Linked DNA regions of Mus musculus: region 2 is linked to region 1. Evidence: chromatin contacts called from public HiCAR-type data. All regions are on one chromosome and are shown on one strand. The core of a region is the stretch at or near the end of the contact, and the rest is flanking DNA. Distances in the headings are between cores, read along the strand shown. Region 1 has its middle 9.2 kb from the start of Mir7230. Region 2 holds the start of Tmem119 (transmembrane protein 119).

What was found. HiCAR-type assays count read pairs that join an accessible place to other places.
Region 2: a HiCAR-type map of embryonic stem cells shows a contact between it and region 1, with 5 times the contacts expected there. The contact joins the promoter of Tmem119 here to the enhancer-like site in region 1. A contact is called at or near these places in 8 of 39 promoter capture datasets (cranial neural crest, embryonic stem cells, frontonasal cranial neural crest and 4 more), 2 of 484 Hi-C or Micro-C datasets (regulatory T cells and thyroid gland) and 6 of 115 datasets of contacts at active chromatin or transcription factors (embryonic basal ganglia, embryonic hindbrain, embryonic midbrain and 2 more).

Annotation. Positions count from the first base shown.
Region 1 is chr5:113,345,457-113,348,189 of GRCm38.p6, reverse strand. No RefSeq gene overlaps it. Among named protein-coding and RNA genes, the nearest start is that of Mir7230, 9.2 kb to the right of the region's middle. Within about 2 kb of position 1,304, at least 9 of the 459 cell types and tissues checked have an H3K27ac peak or open chromatin away from gene starts, as enhancers often do. A contact at or near this core is called in embryonic stem cells, where this site is marked.
Region 2 is chr5:113,799,024-113,801,723 of GRCm38.p6, reverse strand. It overlaps Tmem119 (transmembrane protein 119), which reads left to right and starts at 1,328. Exons shown (of 2, transcript NM_146162.3): 1 at 1,328-1,424. It overlaps Gm42004 (a long non-coding RNA gene), which reads right to left and starts at 1,158. Exons shown (of 5, transcript XR_878692.2): 1 at 1,073-1,158.

The sequences.
Region 1 (2,733 bases), core at 55-2,554:
CCAGGCATTGCCAGGTGCCGCGGTAAACTCAACCATGGAACAGGAGGGATTCTCCCAGCTACTGTCCTGTCCGGCTCAACGCAAAATAGGTTCAGACCATACCTGAAGTCCTTCAGGAGGAATCCAGTCAAGCAATTTGCTCACGCAAATTTGCATATAAAAAATGAGGCGATTCTGGACTTGAGGGCAATTTCGGATTCGGCTATTTGGAAAGACTGCACAACGGAATAACATCAGACTGTCACTTCGTCTCCCGGGAACAGGCTTGTCATAGTGAGGCTGCCCTAAGACATTCCCCCCCCACCCCCACCCCGATCCCGAGGACATTTTCCCAGAGGCACCTGACAGACATCTGTTGTGACAAAATGCTAGTGAGAACCAGCTACAAGACCAAGGGACTTAGTAGTTCATGGCGCCCAGGGCATTCTTCGGAGGGGCAGAGCTTAGAGGAGGCATTCTGCACAGGGGGCGGGGCTTAGAGAGAGGGCTGGGGCTCCCAGGGAGAGATATAGAGCGGCTGGGAAGAGTAGCTAGACTGACTCTGAATCCTCACCTCATGGCGTCTACACATCGGCTGTTTAGTGCTGCCCCATCCCCTGTTCTCCCCTCCAAGTCCCCCATGGATCGAGCAAGTGGAACGCAGGTGTCCAGGCTGAACTGAGTCCTACATGGTACAGACATCCGAAGTCCAAGGAGTCGGAGTTACTTCCTTCCTGTTCTGTTCCTTCTTCAGCCACCGCGCCATGCTAGACACTTTGCTATGTTGGAGGCAGGAAGACGCAAAAGACCTCTTGTCTTCGAGGCTCTTGTCTTCAGACTGGAAGTCACAGGTCAGCAGGGACAGACCCAGGTTTAGGACAGACTCGGGAGACTGCAGAGCGAGGAATCCACACAAGTGCGGTGGGGATAGGGATCCCTTCCTATGCTTCTAAAAGTCAACTGACAGTCAGCCTTTGGTGGGCTGCACGCCCACATCTTGTCTGGTCTAGAAACAGGTTTAAACTAGACAGTGACGCGATTCCCCCCAGGGTAGTCACAGGTAGATCCCCCATGCCCCCGCGCCCCCGTGGTCATTCTTTTTGCTGGGAGGGCAGAGGGCATGGGCACGGTGAGGTCATCACTGATAGCGGCTGATAGACCTCTTGTGTGATCCAGACAACATGGTGTTAGCATTGCCTCTGGAATGCTTCGGATCACCATTCCCAATCCCGTGTCCTACTCATGGGTGGAGGGATCTGGGCCCTGCACCATCGCTGCTGCGCAGGTCCTATCTCTTCCTCATGACTCAGGCTTTGCCTGGGCTCAGCCCCGGGGCAGCCTGTTTAGGTCCAATGAGTATCTGCCAAATGCTCACATGGGAGGGCCTCTCTCAGATGTGGGAAGAGTTCTTACTCAGAGGGACACTCAAGCCCCTTGGGACCCACACGGTAGAAGTTAGGGGTAACTGCTGGGGCTCTGCTGCAGGGTCAGGAGCAAGGGGCAGGGCTCCTGCAGACAGCACCATGCCCCTCCCCCTCCCCACTAGCTCCCAAGGTCTGGTCACACCTAGACAAGAGTTTTCCGGGCCCTGGTCACCCCTCTGTTAAACTGGGCCTGCTGGGAATCCCTCCGGGCCTGGATGCTGACACCTCACTGTCCCGAAGCAGCACACGTGTATGTGCCTCAGGAGCACTAGTGAACCCAAGAGTGATCAGCTAGTCCTCTGCAGGGAGCACGGGGAGAGTGGCCACATTTCTAGTTTATCCTTGAACTCCTGTCTCCACTGCTCAGCTTGGCAATCGCTACCCTCTCTATTGCTTGGACTTACTTCAGTCATTACCCAGTTTTCAGTTAATCCAGACACCAGTGGACAGCCTTGATCACACTAACCGCCCTTTAAGTTTCCCATACAGGGAGATGCCGTCGGTGCCTAGATCCACAATTCGAAAACACAGAGGACGTTCATAGAGGGCTCTCAAGCTTCTAATCTCAATCTGCCTCGGGGCCTGCACCCCGTACTCTGAGCCCAAATAGTGTCCGCCACAGTTGGAATTCAACGCTGCTAGAATTGATACGGAGGATTCGGGGGCCCTGGGGAGTGGAGGAGGGTAGGTTTGAGGGGGCGATTGCTGCAGCTTTTGTGTTGAGGGTTGGTCTAATGATGCTTGTATTATGTTAATCTAACTAAGTCTTTCAAAATGCAGGAGAAACCGCAGGGAAGGAACCCTACCCTCGGTTGGTTTTGATTGGTAAATAAAGTTGCTGGCGGCCAATGGCTGGGCAAAGACAAGGGCAGGGCTTTTAGGAGTCCCCGGCAAGTTGGGGGATGAGGATGAAGGGTGGGAACGGGGACAGAGAGCACAGCCTTCATGTAAGAGCTGGGACTCAGCCCAAGAGGGCTGCACATCTGGGTTTGGGGCGGCCAAGATGGAATACAGGTTTTAGTTAAAATTTGGGATTATCGGAAGGTGGATTAGCCACGTGGAGGTTAGGGAGTGGCGCAGCCTTTGAATATGTCGAATCAAAAGGCTGAGGGTGCATCTCTTGTTAGGGAATAGAAAGCATTGGGGTGGGTAGCAGGAACTCGACGCCGCCCCCGCCGCCCCCGCCGCCCCCACCGCCGGGATCTTATTGAGTGGTGTTAACTGGGTGCTGCTACACTCTTGTCTTTTGTTTGCGGGTTTCCGACTCCCGATGAGAGCAAGAGTAAGCAATGTCTTGCTAAAGGCTTTCAACTGACTCTCAGACCCTGGG
Region 2 (2,700 bases), core at 79-2,578, 450 kb before region 1:
AGTGTCAGGGTGTGTCAGCCATTTACTGAAACAAACAAGTGAATGAGTGAGTGAATGAATGAATGAGTGGATGAGTGAGTGAGTGGATGAGTGAGTGAATTAATGAGTGAGTGGATGAGTGAGTGAATGAATGAATGAGTGAGTGAGTGAATGAGTGAGTGAATGAATGAGAGGACGAGTGAGTGGATGAGTGAGTGAGTGAATGAATGAGAGGATGAGTGAGTGAATGAATGAATGAGTGAGTGAATGAATGAGAGGATGAGTGAGTGAATGAATGAATGAGTGAATGAGTGAGTGAATGAATGAGTGGATGAGTGAGTGAGTAGATGAGTGAGTGGATGAGTAAATGAATGAATGAGTGGATGAGTGAGTGAGTGGATGAGTGAGTGAATGAATGAGTGAGTGGATGAGTGAGTGAATGAATGAATGAGTGGATGAGTGAGTGAGTGAATAAATAAGAGGACGAGTGAGTGAATGAATGAATGAGTGAGTGAATGAATGAGAGGATGAGTGAGTGAATGAATGAATGAGTGAGTGAATGAGTGAGTGGATGAATGAGTGAGTAGATGAGTGAGTGGATGAGTGAATGAATGAATGAGTGGATGAGTGAGTGAATGAATGAATGAGTGAGTGAATGACTGGATGAATGAGTGAGTGGATGAATGAATGAGTGAGTGCCAGGTCCCATGGATCAGTTACCTATGGTGCTTCAGGGTATTTGAACTCCCCACCCCCTCTCCACTTCTGTGGAATGGGCTCATAGCTTCTGCTCAAACTGCCCTACTAGGGCTTAGTGAGGTCTCAGAGTTCAGGATGTCAGTACCTCAGGGAGTACCCTGACCCCCTAAGAATGGAGAAACTGAGGCCAGGGGAGGAAGGGCCCGGGCAGTGCCTGATCTCAGCATCCCCAGGTTTCCCTGAGACACCCCCACTCCCACTCTGCACCCTAAGCTTGGAAATCCTGAGTCACAGCTGGATTGGGCCACGCCACGGAGATTTTTTCCTTCCCACTTCCAGGGGCCCCAGATCTTCCTGACCTCATCCTTCAGGGAGTGTGGGGGATGGGACGGACCTCAGCTCAGAGTTCTGGGAACGTTCTCCTGGAAGCCCCTCTGTCTGTCAGTCTGTCTGAGCCTGCCCAGGGGACCTGAGGTCAAGAAGAAGCAAGCTTGGAGTGTGAAGAGGGTGGGACTGTGGGTGGCCCGGCATAGTCCCGCCCCACACTGTCCCCACCCCAAGCCCTCTTAATGAAATCAAGCTGGCCCTCCAGCCCAGCAGGGAGGAGGAAAGGGGAGGGCCTGGAGGCCGAGGCGGGCAGGCACCAGCCAGAGCAGCTGGCGGCAGACGGCAGGCAGACAGTCAGACCGTCTAGCGGGCCTGGCTTGCCTACCTGGCAGCTGCACCCGGTCCTTCACCCAGAGCTGGTAAGTCTCTGCCTCCTGCTGCTGGGGACTCTTGGAGAACTCCGCAGAATCCCTAAGTGTGCGTGCAATCTGTGTGTGTGTTTGAGGCCGTGAGCACCCATGTGATTAGATATGTGATTAGATGTGTGAGCATGGATGAAGGCGGCACGCGTGTAGTTGGGATGTAGAGAGGGTGCCAGGGCGACGTTTCCAGGGCCAGTGTGCTGCTGGTGTAAACTTGTATTGTCCCGTGTGTTGCGGTAGGCTGTGTTTGGGATGTCTGATGCACCACTTGGAATACTTGTGTGTGTGTGTGTGTGTGTGTGTGTGTGTGTGTGAGCTTATGTGTAGACTCTGAGACCTCAGGCTCCTTCCAAGCCTCTTCTTGAGGGACCAGGACCCTGTCCTTGCAGGCAGGCCCTGAGGGAATAGGCTAGGCATACAATGTTTCAGCCACAGCCCCCCCCCCCCCAGTCTCCTAATTGAAGCCAGGTTTCTGTGGCCTGCCTCTCCATCACTGGCCATCCGTTTCTGAGTGAGGGCTGGTAGAACAGAGGCTCTGGGTTAGCTGTCTCAGGTCCTTGGGTACCCAGTCCTTCCTTCGGGGTGGATTCGCCTCATCTGCATATTCATGGACATCTCAATTTAAAACAGAAGCTCTTAAGACAGAGGGTCTAGCAGGGAGAGCATACTGGACAAGTGCATCCACTTGCTAACATTTATTACATGCTAGGCACTGCTGTGACCTGTCCCCATTGCGCAGATGTGGAAACTGGAGCTCAAAGGGTTGACATGCCCAACCCTTTGGGAGGGTATAGTCGAGCTGTTCTGAGCCACCTCTCCATCAGGGGCTCTCTCTGTTGGGCAGGCTGTTTACAGTCTGACTGAGTTCCCTCTGGTGCGAATCCTGAGTGCTTGTATAGGAGCAGGCAGGCAAAGGACGTCTGGCACATCAGCAATCATTTCAGACCTGTTCAGGTCAGTTCTTCTGTTCCCCAGAGGGGAAACTGAGGCTTGGAGAATTTAAGGGTCCCATGACCATCTCCATGCAGACCTGAGTCCTCTTGTTTAGTCACCTGCTACCTTTCTCTGGGAGCAAGGAGAGACTGGGGGGGGGGGTGAAGTTCTGAGAGTAGGGGGTCTTGTTCTTCAGAGACAGGAATGGTTTCTGCTTCTTCTTCTGCACCCCTTTGGCTGATTGCAAGTGCCACAGAGAGGTCAATGCTTTCTTGGATCCCCATTGCGGTCTACACGTGCGTGTTCATGCACACGTGTGTGCACGTGTATTCTGCTCTTT